Regions from separate parts of the Mus musculus genome. Here all the other regions are linked to region 1. The links are chromatin contacts, called in public HiChIP or PLAC-seq and Micro-C maps. All regions are on one chromosome and are shown on one strand. Each heading gives the region's core, a stretch centred on a gene start, on an enhancer-like site or on the middle of the called end of the contact. The rest is flanking DNA. Distances are from core to core; before and after follow the strand shown.

Evidence for each region. Hi-C and Micro-C count contacts between places; a contact is called where the count stands out from the background. HiChIP or PLAC-seq counts read pairs in DNA pulled down with a chosen protein or histone mark.
Region 2: a Micro-C map of the G1E-ER4 cell line shows a contact between it and region 1. The contact joins two enhancer-like sites. A contact is called at or near these places in 1 of 39 promoter capture datasets (the 3T3-L1 cell line), 6 of 15 datasets of contacts at CTCF or cohesin (the NIH/3T3 cell line, embryonic stem cells, large pre-B cells and 2 more), 75 of 484 Hi-C or Micro-C datasets (the 3T3-L1 cell line, the AtT-20 cell line, B cells and 41 more), 7 of 115 datasets of contacts at active chromatin or transcription factors (embryonic stem cells, epiblast stem cells and pancreatic cancer cells) and 1 of 9 other capture datasets (embryonic stem cells).
Region 3: a contact with region 1 is called in an H3K27ac HiChIP or PLAC-seq map of the NIH/3T3 cell line, with 5 times the contacts expected there. The contact joins two enhancer-like sites. A contact is called at or near these places in 3 of 39 promoter capture datasets (the 3T3-L1 cell line, embryonic stem cells and liver), 1 of 15 datasets of contacts at CTCF or cohesin (the NIH/3T3 cell line) and 1 of 115 datasets of contacts at active chromatin or transcription factors (the NIH/3T3 cell line).

The regions. Positions count from the first base shown.
Region 1 is chr2:131,420,992-131,425,378 of GRCm38.p6, forward strand. No RefSeq gene overlaps it. Among named protein-coding and RNA genes, the nearest start is that of Smox, 69 kb to the right of the region's middle. Within about 2 kb of position 2,285, at least 188 of the 459 cell types and tissues checked have an H3K27ac peak or open chromatin away from gene starts, as enhancers often do. A contact at or near this core is called in the G1E-ER4 cell line, the NIH/3T3 cell line, erythroblasts and 1 more, where this site is marked.
Region 2 is chr2:130,973,379-130,977,765 of GRCm38.p6, forward strand. It overlaps Atrn (attractin), which reads left to right. Exons shown (of 29, transcript NM_009730.3): 14 at 1-137; 15 at 2,500-2,690. Among named protein-coding and RNA genes, the nearest start is that of Gm30286, 50 kb to the right of the region's middle. Within about 2 kb of position 1,748, at least 18 of the 459 cell types and tissues checked have an H3K27ac peak or open chromatin away from gene starts, as enhancers often do. A contact at or near this core is called in the G1E-ER4 cell line, erythroblasts and group 2 innate lymphoid cells, where this site is marked.
Region 3 is chr2:131,709,715-131,714,101 of GRCm38.p6, forward strand. No RefSeq gene overlaps it. Among named protein-coding and RNA genes, the nearest start is that of Gm30986, 28 kb to the right of the region's middle. Within about 2 kb of position 2,412, at least 15 of the 459 cell types and tissues checked have an H3K27ac peak or open chromatin away from gene starts, as enhancers often do. A contact at or near this core is called in the NIH/3T3 cell line, where this site is marked.

The sequences.
Region 1 (4,387 bases), core at 1,035-3,534:
GAAAACCAGTTCAGAGGCTTAAAGGGCAAGGAGATTAGTTGGCTTCCTAGGCAAAGGTTATTAACCTTTAAGCTGATTGGTTCTAAGTAAGGTAAGGGGGGTGGATGGGTGGTTGAACAGGGGAATTTCAGAACATTGAGATAACAGCATGAGTATTATAATAGTAACTTTTTGGCTTGTTAGTAGCATTCTTCAGTGTCACCCATAAAAAACCACATTGAGTTCCTATGTAAGTTCAGGAAGAGCTGCCTGGGGGTCAGCTCTGACTTAAGATATTTTAGACATAACAGTTCATATTGACCATTAATTTGTTGGGTCCTACCCTGTCCAACACACACACACACACACACACACACACACACACACACTCCAATATCTCCTACATCACCAAGTCAATTTGGTTTCACCTGAAAGAACACTCTCCACACTGCTAGCGCCTTGTCCCACGTGCTCCATTGGGTCTGTCAACAGCAAAGCCTGGCTGGCGGAGATTTTAGCTGGAAGGACATTCCTGTTGTAACAGTGTTCTTTAAGTTAATGCAAATCAAAGCCAATGAGATTTCATCTTACCTCAGAATGGCTATTACCAAGAAAACAAAGGACCACAAACGCTGGGAATGATGGGAGTTGGGGAAGTGATTCTTATATGTAGTTGGTGGGTCTGCAGATTAGACCCCATATATAGAAATTAGAAGTTCCTCAAAACAAAACAGACTGGACTATTTATATGATCCAGTTCTACCATTTCTGGGTGTGTACCCAAAAGACTCAAACTCAGTTTGCCATATAGACACCTGCACACTAGTGCTTGTGAGATATTATTCACAATACAAGGTTATGGCATCAACCTGGGAAATGTGGTGTATATACACTGTGAATTCTACTCAGCAATAAAGAAGAACAAGACAACACCAGTGAGGTGGCTCAGCAGGTAAGAGCCCTTGCCAGGGAAGCCTGTCAGATGGAGTCTATGCCTGGATGGCATGGTGGAAGGACAGAAGACATCAAAGTTGTCTTCTGACTTCCTCATCACATCTCTCTCTCTCTCTCTCTCTCTCTCTCTCTCACACACACACACACACACAGAGTAATAATAATACAAAAAAGGACAAAAATAATTTCAAGAAAATGGATGGAACTTGTTCTTCATATTATGTGAAAACCAGACTCAGAAAGATACATGGCATGCTTACTCTCTAACAGGAGACTCAGCAGGGGGAAGGAAGGAAGAAAGAGGTGGGACCATCAAGGGCGTGAGTGAAGGGAGGGGACATGGTAAGAAAGGGTAACAAGAGCCTATCTTCAAAGTGCCTTATGTGCGTGTGTAAAAAAAAGTCACATAAAGTCTATTGCTTTGTACAATTACTATCCATTAGTTTAAAAAAGGAGGAATCACAATCCCTTTTTGGTCGAAGTGATAAGATGGTGAGAATGTGTCCTTTGCATTTTCGCAAAACTGTAAAAAGAAAGTCTAGGTCTCTGGGGGAAAAGAAATCAGTCAATAATCAAAGCAAGGCAGTGTCAAAACACTTGTGATGTCAGCTTCCAGGAAGCTGAGGCAAGAGGTCTGTGAGTTCTAGGCTACATAGCAAGCCTGGGCTATTGGGATACACTGTTGGGATACCTTTGTGTGTTTCTGGATTCTATTAATTCTGCAGAGGCAGAGAGCTAAATACTAGCTGCAGCTTGGTGTTATTACTTCTATGGCCCCTCACCGGTCTTATATTTTGTAAGTAGTTGTTATTCCTCACTGGCCTAAGGCAATCTAGAATTGTATCTGCTTGGCTGTAATAAAAATCTGACGGCTAATAACTGGGCAGGAAGTGGAGGGTGGGTCTTCTGGGCAGAGAGAGGGACGCTGGGAGAAGAAATGAGACTCAGGAGATTCTCCAGCAAACTTGGAGGTGGACTTTTGTCAGGCGAGATTAGCATCTGAGCAGACCCTATAATCACAAACGTTCTCAATAGGTCCACTAGGAGTCAGTAGAGACTTCCTCTCCGGTTACTCTCACTTGGGTTCCCAGATGTGGGCGGGGTTGGAGGACTAAGGTGACTGAGGAGAAAGGGGGCCCTGGAATATATCAAAGGGTACCCTCATCTTTGCAAGCAAGAGTTTGTCGGCCCAAGGAACCAAAAAGAACGTGGAATGGAGAGAGTGAAGGGAGAAGCAACCGGGTGAGGCTGGAGGAGCAGGAAGGCAGCAGACAGTGGAGGACTGGAGGGGCGGGGCTCGGACCTTAAGCGCAATGCCGGCACTCTCGGGGTGTTCAGGGTCACAGTCAAATGCTGTGGTCAAAGATTTCTAATTGTAAGGTGCAGCTTGGAAGCAGAAAGTTCACATTTGGGAGCCGGAGTGAGCATAATCAGAAAGGAGGCTCTACTGCCTCCTAGTGGACATTTTGAGATCATTGGTGATTTTGCATTTTTTTTATCTTGCTATGAAATAATAGGGGGAGCCCTATTATTTCATAGCAGAGACTAGTTTTGATGACCTGTGTTCTTTTTGTTTATTTTTTCATTTACCACAATTTTAAGTTATATTGTTCATATGTTTCTTCTATATCTCCCTGCAATATGTTCTCTCTTCATATAGTTCTGTCTGAAGTGGCTTCCAAAAAAAGTTCTTGAGTTAAATGCCTGGCTCTAAAAGCACAAAACCTTTGGGAGACTGGACCTAGGTGAAGGAAACTAGGTCACCGGGGACATGACCTCATAGGGGGTTATTAAGACTCAGACTTGCTATTTCCTGGATGCCATGTAAGGAGCAGGCCTCCTTTATGACGCTCTCCTGCTGTGATACAAGGATCTGACTCACCCACCCCAACAGAGTTAAGCAACCCTGAACTGAAATTGCTGAAGTCACGCAACAAACCAACCAAAAAACCGCTTTCTTCCTTCCGCGTGATTTATTCCAGGTATTGGTTATTGAAACAGAGAACTGACTGACAAACTTGCTAAAGGCAATATTCATAGTTGTAAACCCTGACGTATAAAGAGTTATTCTTCTAAACGGTATGCGTCAGTTAGGAGAATGGTTAGCTGCAGGCAACAAAAACATCTGATGGGAAATGTAAATGAGGAAAATACCTAAAAAAAAAAAAAAAAAAAAACCAAAAAAACCAAAAAACCAAAAAAACCAAAAACCAAAAAAACATCTGATGAGATGGCATTGAAAAACGTAAGTTTTTTTTTTTTCTCTTTTTGCTACCTGAAGAAATCCAGCTGTTAAAAATTGCCAGCCTGGTGTGGTTTTACGGTGGCAGTGGCATCAGGCACCCAGGCTGTCTCTATTTCTGCTTCATTATCCTGCCATGTTGATGTTGTCCCCACATGTGTTATCTCATGGCTGTAGCATCACTAGTCCAGATCCAGGCATCATGTCCAAGGGAGAACTGGAGGAATGAACAAGGGTGGTGCCAATCTCGTCTTCTATAGAAGAAAGAAGTATCCCAGGAGCGGCTGCACACATTGCTCCTGTGCCACTGCACACATTGACCTGTGCCTCGTCCAGAATTGTGTCCGAGGTTTTGGCTTCAAAGGAAGTTGGGAAAAAGTCCTTGTTTAAAGAAAACAATAAACATGAGTTGGTTTACTTTTTATTTTATGTGTATGAGTGTGTATTTTGCCAGTACTAAGTAAGTACACTGAATATGTGCCTGATGCTCTTAGAAGCCAGGAGGGAGCACTGGAGTTATAAGCTGCCTTGTGGATGAGAATGTGAAGACCTGAACCTGGGTCTTCTTCCAGAGCAGCTGCTGTGACTAGCTTAACTACAGAAGCCCCTCCCCAAACAGGGAAATTAGGTCTGCTCAGGAGTCAAAAGTTTTGGCCTCTGGAGAGGTTGGGGCTAAAAGATTAGAGGCTCATCATGTGCTAGGAATCTGGGAGAGAGGGTGCCGTTACCAGAGATATGAAAACCATACAGACCACCATACAGAGGGCTGCTAGGGTCCTGTCCATCACGGACTTCGTGAGAACCCCGATGTTGGTACATCACTGATGCTGAAGGTGCGATCTGACAGATTTGAGTCTGTGAGTCCTGGGGGACTGCGAATCACCAACATTTTTATATTAGTAATGACACAGGCCTCATAGGCTATAGACAAATAGACAATGACGTGCTATTGCTGGAATATCAAGAGCCATCCTGTCTTGACTACAGCTGTCTTCATCATATTTAACATTGAGTTTAGGAGTGAGATCCCTCGGGCAAAAAGGAATCAGTAGTTAGATACTTTGGATGTAACAAATCTCTCTCTCTCTCTCTCTCTCTCTCTCTCTCTCTCTCTCACACACACACACAATTTTAAGGAGGAATTCAGTGGTGGAAAATTAAAAGGAAAATAGAACGATATAATCATTGAATATATGGCATCTCAGCAGTGGA
Region 2 (4,387 bases), core at 498-2,997, 450 kb before region 1:
CTCCATTGCCAAGTATGAGAGTTGCCCCAAGGATAACCCCATGTACTACTGCAATAAGAAAACCAGCTGCAGGAGCTGTGCCCTAGACCAGAACTGCCAGTGGGAGCCCCGGAATCAAGAGTGCATCGCCCTGCCGGGTAGGCCTTGCACAGGGATGTCCTCTATAAGGTCCAAGCTTGGTCCTCCCTCCTCAGATCAAGGTGGACCTAGGAACAAGATTGCTTATTCTGTCTATTTAGCCCTCTCACTATTGGGGGGGGGGGCGATATTTTGTATGTTTTTAACTTAAATGTGGTTTTTATGTATGTATTTACTAGCCTTTGAAAGAAAGTGAAGTGTCAGCTCATGTTCTGGAGAATTGGGGGGTAGCTAAGATCCATGTTACAAACTGTGTCCCACTGTCCTTCCTTCTGCTGTGAAGGAGAACCTGGCACTAGAGCTCTGTGGTCTCAGCAGCAGTCAGGAACCTGCAGGAAGCACTTACTGACAGTTGTGTGAGAAGAGATTTCTGTACCAGCATCATCTCCCATGTGACCTTCCTTCCCGACTATTTCAGCAGAGGTTGTTCAGGGTATTAACTTAGGTCCTGAGGCCAGCTAGCCCTGACTAAATCTCTATGATGTATTTGCTTGATCAGGATATCCAGGAAGGGGAGCTTCTGTGCTCTCCAACATCGAGGTTTGAGGGGAAGTTGGTCTGACTCTTTTGAAAGCATTTTATTTAGTTTGCTGAATGGGCTTTAGTTTAGCCAGTGTTCTATTGCTGTGAAGAGATACCATTTCCAACGTGTAACTTTTATGAAAGGAAACATTTAAGTGGGGGCTTGCAGTCTCAGAAGCTATTATCATCATGACAGGGAGCATAGAGGCACAAAGGCAGGCATTAGAGTGGTAGCTGAGAGCTACATCCTCATCTGTGAGCAGAGGCAGACAAGGTGTGAAAAAGACAGAACCTGGCCTGGGCTTTTGAGACCTCAAAGTCTACCACCCCCAGTGAGACACTTCCTCCAACAGCTCCTGCAACAAAGCTCCATCCCCCGATCCTTCTCCAGTCCTGCCACTCCCTGGTGAATGAGCACTCACATATATGAGCCTATGGGGGTCATTCTTACTCAAGCCACTACAGGCTTTGTTTTGTGTCTCAGACTTTATGTCAATAGAATACCTAGACACCTTGTTACAAGACAGGCCTGGAAAGCCTGCAGTGCTGACTCCCTGCCAGTAGCACATTCTGAGGAGCAAGTCCCTTAAGTCGCTTACCTGCTCTTACATTACGCCTTTCCCTGACCATTTAGTGAGCACTGTTGGTGTCCCCAACCTGAACCTGGTTCTGGGGAAACACTTGCTTATTCACTTCCGTGCTAATGGCCAGGGAGCAAGCATGCTTTCATGCAACACTGTGAGTTCAGTACAACCACAGGAGGAGATTGCAGACTTCCTTCGTGTACTGTATCACTATGAGGTTTTCCAAACCAGTCTCCCTTTCACCTCATTTTTTGGCATGCCTTATGTACTTGCTTATACTTTCTATCTTATGACATGAAAACAGAGTGGCATTTGGAGGCTTAAATTTATCACATTCCCAATTCAATTCCATTTTCAGTTTACTCTTTCTGTATATACATCAGTGTGCAGATAAATATCTCTTTGTGTGAGCATTGGAGGCCAGAGGTTAACCTCTGGTATATTCTTCCTCTATCACTCTTCACAGGGTCCTTTGATGAATGTGGAGCTCACTGATTACATAGACTAGCTGACTCAACCCTCAGGCCTCATAACCCTGCCTCTAGCCCTCAGATGAGATTACAAGCAAGCAAAACTACGCCTGGCCTTTTATGTGGGTGCTTGGAATTTGAACTGGGTACTTATGCTTGACACAAGTATTTTATCCACTGAACCATCTCCCAAGCCTCCATTTGCAGTTTTTTACCTCACCCTTCCAATATATATATTTATTTGTATGCCCTTTGTTCAAGATTTTAGTCACCTTTTACATTTTTCTTCAAAAATAATTGCACCAATTTCTTAATAATGGCACCCAAAAGTAGGAACATTAGCCTAGAGTATACCCTGTGAGCCAGGAAATGTGACTGGTGAGACTTGTAAAAGGGTCTTTTTATTCTGGCCCTCAGCGGAGGCTCAGCAGTGGAGCATGCATGCTGTTCCTCTGGAGGACCCGAGGTCCCCAGGGGCCAGGTCACAACCACTTGTAACTTTAACTCTGATCTAATGCCCTCTATGGCTTTTGTGCTATAGTCTCTTGCACTAACCCACACTCAAGGCACACATACACACATTCTTTAAAAGATAAATTATTTTATTTTCAAAGGTTTTTTTCTGCATATAGAAGTTAATAATTTGTCTGTTATGCTCACCAGATCCTAACAAAGCACCTGAAATTCAAATCAGGATGAGTTCAGATGTTCAGTATTTTGAACTAGTAAACCGAACTGCATAATTCCTAAAACTTTGTTTTCTTTCCTCTTCCCCTTTAAAAAAGAAAATATCTGTGGCAATGGCTGGCATTTGGTTGGAAACTCGTGTCTGAAAATCACTACTGCTAAGGAGAATTATGACAATGCTAAATTGTCCTGTAGGAACCACAATGCCTTTTTGGCTTCCCTCACATCCCAGAAGAAGGTGGAGTTTGTCCTTAAGCAGCTTCGATTAATGCAATCATCTCAAAGTATGGTGAGTTAATGTGTTCAGAACTTTGGTTTCTAGGGCACAACAGCAGCTCTTATGTAGAAGGCCACAGTTGTATGTTATTTGCCTGGTAAGAGAAAGAATTACAATAAATGATTAATAATATACTGTGGGCCTCTATTTCAGAGGCTCTTCTTTTGATACCTTTCTTCTTGTCTTAAAAAGTTCAGTACTTTGCATATTTTATTAGTTGTTATTATTAAGTAAATTATAAGGTATGAACATATGGAATGAATGGTAATATGTGTACATATTCTGGTGACATCAGATTATTTTGTACTTGATTTATATCTAGATTCTGCTTGGGAAAAGGGAGAGTAAAATGTTAGTTACCTAGGTGTCATTAAAGCCATCTACAGCCCCTGGAGGTATTATTATAGCACATAGTGTAATCGTCAGTAAGAAATGTAAAATCTGCCCAGGTTTTATAGCCTTCTTCCTAAGGCTTCTGAACTCAGAAAGTTCTCTTACTCTAGAGCCAAACTCTCAAATGGCTTGTAGTTACTATATAGTCTCATTTGGTATTTTTCTTGGTAAGTCTAATTCTAAGACTTGTGATTTGACTGTGATGCTTCAGTCAATTAGATATTCACAGAGCAGCTTTTCTGTCTATGCTGGCTGTGGTACAGAGAGATGTGAGGGACATGTTTTTGTCTAGCCAGGAGAAGACAGAATGCAGCTCAGCATCTCTCATTTGGCACCACCTTCATGTGATGGGATGCCGGTATGGTGTGGGTCCTGGTTGTTAAATCTCAGGAAGTCCATATATCCAGAAATGACCTCAACTATAGGTGGATTTCTGGCAATTAGGTAAAAGTCAGCATTCCTTGGGCACTTGGGAAACTGGTTACCATCTGCATAAAGGAGTCATTTCCCTTCTATCTGGCAGAAGGGACATATGGCTATCTATTGTGCCTGTCAGCATGGAAGCACATGCTAGTCTCCAGGTCCCCCCAATATCACAAGTACCTATAGCAGTGAATTAGTTAAACTGATTTGGCTCCCAATGGGTCAAGTACAGCTGCACCTGCCCAAGAGCTCTTTGGGTTTGCAAATGAGAGACACATAGTTAATTTTTATATGCTTTGACTAGTTCAGTTGCTGGACATTTCTAATCCTCCCTGCAGTAGCATACATTAACCCCTCCAACTTTCCTGAGTCAACTTACTAACTCAACATTTCATCTCTGACACCCCAGACCTAATGGCAGAGTGGCCCTTAGAGCCACTTTCCCAATTTTTTTTTTATCAGATATTTTCTTTATTTTCATTTCCAATGTCCCCTTTCCTAGTTTCCCTGTCCTCTCCCCCTGCTCCCCAACCCACCCACTCCCTCTTCCTGGCCTTGGCATTCCCCTATACTGGGGCATAGAGCCTTCACAGGACCAAGGACCTCTCCTCCCATTGATGACCGACTAGGCCATCCTCTGCTGAATATACAGCTAGCACCACGAGTCCCACCATGTGTTTTCTTTGATTGGTGGTTTAGTCTCAGGGAGCTCTGGGGTACTGGTTAGTTCATATTGGTGTTCACTTTCCCAAATTCTTACATGGCTGGTTTAGTTCTTTCCTGCAGCTCTTAGGTCTAATCCCTTTCCTTCCTCTGTCATGGTGATTGCCTTCCTCTCCTATCTCAGTTCCTTGCCTGCTCAATCTAAAAGTCCCACCTCCATCTTTCTGCCC
Region 3 (4,387 bases), core at 1,162-3,661, 290 kb after region 1:
TCAAACATATGAGCCTATGGAGGTTATACCTAGCCATAGCTTAATGCAAAATACATTTAGTCCAACTTCAAAAATCCCTATAGTCTATCACAGTTTCAACTATGTTTAAAAGTTCAAAGTCTCTTCTGAGAGTCATGCAATTTTTAAACTATAATCCTTATAAAATCAAAATCAAAAAAGTAGATTACATACTTCCAACATCATAATATATACATTACCATTCCAAAATTCCAACTCCTTTGCTGCCTATGCTTGGCTGTCCTGGAACTTGCTCTGTAGATTGGTTTTGAACTCAGAGATCTGCATGCCTCTGTCTCCTGAGTGCTGGGATTAAAGATGTGTACCACCATGCCTGGACCCAAGGTTTTCTCTACCTTTTCACAAGATCTTTATAAGTTCTGGATTGTAGTTCATTCCAGATGTAGTCAAGTTGACAACTGAGAATAGTCATCAAATCTATCCTTCCCTTGTCAATTTGAGACATAATCATATCTTCTTATGTCCAAATAAAAACAGTAGCCAGGTCATAAGAACACATAACATGATATTAACTACCCCTCACTGAACTGAATGCATAAACAATAAGCTTAGCTAGGTGGGATCTTGCCATGAAGTTACCACTCCTTTAAATACATTTGATATCCTTGAAGTCAGGATTTGGTTCCATACTATTTCCTGGTGCCCCCTTAATAAACTTACACCATGCATTTTGTGTTTTTCCTTTCTAAGCTTGCTATGTTTGATCAAAATGCCCCTCATAAGAATGAATCACAGGATAAAGTCTAAACTAGGGTTTGTTTGCTTGCTTGCTTGCTTGCTTTTTGAGAATTTCTTTGTCAATGCAATTAATCTAAATCTTTTTATCTTAGCCTCAGGCATACTCTCCAGACAAAGGCAAAAAGAGTGACAGTCTTTGCCAAAATATCACAAGAATGATCTCTAGGCAACATACTAAAATTCTTCTCCTCTGAAACCTCTGGGCCAGGCCTTCAGAGTTCAAATCACCCTTAGCACTAATTTCTTCCATATTCCTTCTAGGCTGGCCCATTGAGCCACATTTAAAGCATTCCATTGCTTTCCAAATCCAAAGTCCCAAAAATCCACATTCCTCACAACAATACCCCAGTCCCTGGTACCAACTTCTATCATAGTTTGGGTTTTATTGCTGTGAAGAGACACCATGACCAAGGCAACTCCTATAAAGGCAAACATTTAGCTGGGGCTGGCTTACAGTTTCACAGGTTCAGTCCATTATCATCATAGCAGGAAGCATGGTGCTGAAGAAGGAGCTGAAAGTTCTACATCTTGATTCCAAGGCAGCCAGGAGGACACTCTCTTCCACACTGAGCAGAACTTGAGCTGTAGAAGATCTCAAAGCCTGCCTACACAGTGACACACTTCCTCTACAAGGCTATACCTACTCCAACAAGGCCATACCTCCTAATAATGCCAAAACAACCACAGGCACATTAAAGGAAAATATCCCCAACTGAAGATTTCTTGGCCAATACTTCTAACTCTTGAAGAAAAAGCCACACTGGTATTTATGCCTAAATATCAAACTTTTCACAAAAGATTAAGTGCCAATTTTTTATTATGACTGATTTCTACCACCAAGAGATAGAAATTCATAGAGGTTGGAGTTTTTTATTTAGCTAAGTTGCTCAATTTTGAGAACTATACAGAGATGCAAAGTACAGAAAGAAGTAAGACCTCCCCAGCAAAACAGAACCTAGAGGAAAGGAGCAGGCAGGCACAGGGTGAGGTGAGAGGGGGTAGGCATGGGGTGGAGCAAGAAAGAGAACAAGTAGAGCCCCAGTATCTACCTTCCTTTCATTGATCTCTACCTCCTTAAGGTAGTTGTCCTGGTGACATGTTACAGCCTTTAGTACAGTGGTCCTCAACCTGTAGGTCATGACCCCTTTGGGGATTGAATGACCCTTACACAGGAGTCACATAAGACCATTGGAAAGCACAAATATTTATGTTATGATTCATAACAGTAGAAAATTACAGTTATGATGTAGTATGAAAATAATTTTATGATTAGGGGTCACCACATGAGTGTTGCAACGTTAGGAGGGTTGAGAACCACTGCTTTAGCACATGAGTTTTGGGGCACACTTTAGAGCTGCCCAGTAACAGATTCCAAGTCTATTGGGAATCTTTTTGTCTCCTAGGCAGAAGGCATTTCTCTGGTTCTTTTATGCAGTCCTGGTTTCATCTGATTTTATGTTGCTAACTTATCTGTATCTCCTAAATTGTGAATTCTTTGAGAGAAGAAAATATGCCCTTTAACCTTCTGCTCCAGCAGTGAATGCTTGTAGAAAAATGCCATGGGTCACATTCCATCCAAATGCCTGCTAACAAGGTCAACTCACCCCACATTTCATGGTCATTCCAGAGGGAAGAGCCAGCCTACATTTCATTTCAACATGAGTGAGTGTTTATTGCAGAAGGTTCTAGCCCTGGCCTGTTGAACAACCCCTGAGTAGTCTATGGAATCCCATGCTTTCTTACATCTGTCCTTCATTTCTTCCTAGGAGATTGTCTCTGACACTTCCCTTCTTTCTATCACATTGATGCTTCCTTCTTGAGCCTTGGTTTGTCCAAGCTAGATTCAAAAGTGGAATCAACGTTCTTGGAATGGTGATTGATGCTCTTTTTAATCTGAGGATAATATTGGAAGTTTTAATTAAATGCCAAAACAATTATCAAGGAATTTGTTTAGAGAAGAAGTCTGGAAGTTTGTGTCAATGGAAGAAGATATTTGTGCCTTCAGTCAGATCTTAAAGATAACAAGGCTCTCCACCTGCCTACAGGAGGACCCAATGACAGACTTTAGTAGCAGTCCAAAAACCTGCCTTAGTTATATCATCCCTGGTTCCCTCTAGAGCCTCTTTAGCCTGAGACTCTTGACAGATCTGCCATGGCCTAGATAATCCAGCTGTGATGATCCGGTACTAAACACACTAAAGGTGACAGAGTTGACTCTGAAAGTGGCAAAGCCCAAGATAAAAACCATCTATGAACACAATATACTTTTCCAAATATGTTTGCATTTTTACACCACCTTTTTCAGATATTGCACTCACCACGTACTCTCCCTCATGCAAAGGTGTTGCTTGCTGCTGTGGATTAGAGATGTAATCTCATGTGAACAGTGTCCAGGCAAGTTCACAAGCTCCTGAAGTGGGTCTTTATGCTCATCCTCTTGATCAAATCCCTAGTCTCCAACAAAGCATGAGGTCCTAGTAACACACACTCCTTCAGAGGAGTGGAGTTTGGAGATGATAGGGTAGAGAAGTCTTGGGATACAGTTACTCCTAATTCAGGGGGTTAAAAAAAAAAGGAGACTGGGTATTCCCAGACAGCATGTCTCTAATAAAAGTAGAAATGATCAGTTATTTAATGTTATTAACTTTGTGGACAAATACACTTAAGAGGCTATTGGGAGCTATGAGGAAAGTTATAAGAAAGATTAAAAGTTAATAAAAATTCTGAACTAATAAAAAGAAAGGCAATTATTAACTTTGGAGAAAACCAAAAAGTAAAATAAGAAATGTCACAATAACATGCTGCAGTATGCAACTGTAAGTAATGCAATGTTTGTATAAGCTTAATGATGTGAAATCAGAACAGTACTTAATCTGAGTATAACATGCGGCTTGAAGGAAGGATGGAAAGCAGAGAGGGCAACATCAAAGTTATTTCAACTTAGCGTTAATGTGAATTCTTCCGTTAGAAGTAAAACTGAGCATCTTTCTATATTTTAAGAACCATTTACTTCATGACAAATTTTCTTCGTTTCTTCTGATCACTTTTAAAAAGACTTATTTTTATGTTTGTGTCTATGTTTTCATATGTGCACAAAGGCCAGAAGTGGGCATGAGATTTCCTGGAACCTGAGTTACACAGATGGTTGTGAGCTACCCAATGGGGGTGCTGGAAACCTAACCCAGGCCCTCTGGAAATGCTGCAAATGTTTTTAATTGATGAGCCATCTCTCCAAACCCTCTTTTGATAATTTTTTATTGGTTTGTTGAAATTGTCTTTCTTGTTTCCAGTAGCACTTTCCATGATGGGAAGACTAAGCATTTTTCTGAGTTGTAATTTGTAGATATTTTTCAATTGTCTTTTCACTTTTTTATATGATATTTTGGCCATGTTGTAGGTTTGTATTATTAACCCAGTCTCATGTGTCAAATTTTATTTTACCATTACTCTTTTCAGACATTTTCTCCATTTCTAAGATTATAAAGTAAGTCTCCCTTTATTTCCTTTTTTTCTTTATGTTCTTTTATTTTACAGTTGTTTTACTTTTGAGTAAATGGTGCAAGCAATAAGACTTTTAGGGGATTTTTACATTTTAATTGTAAAAGTGAAG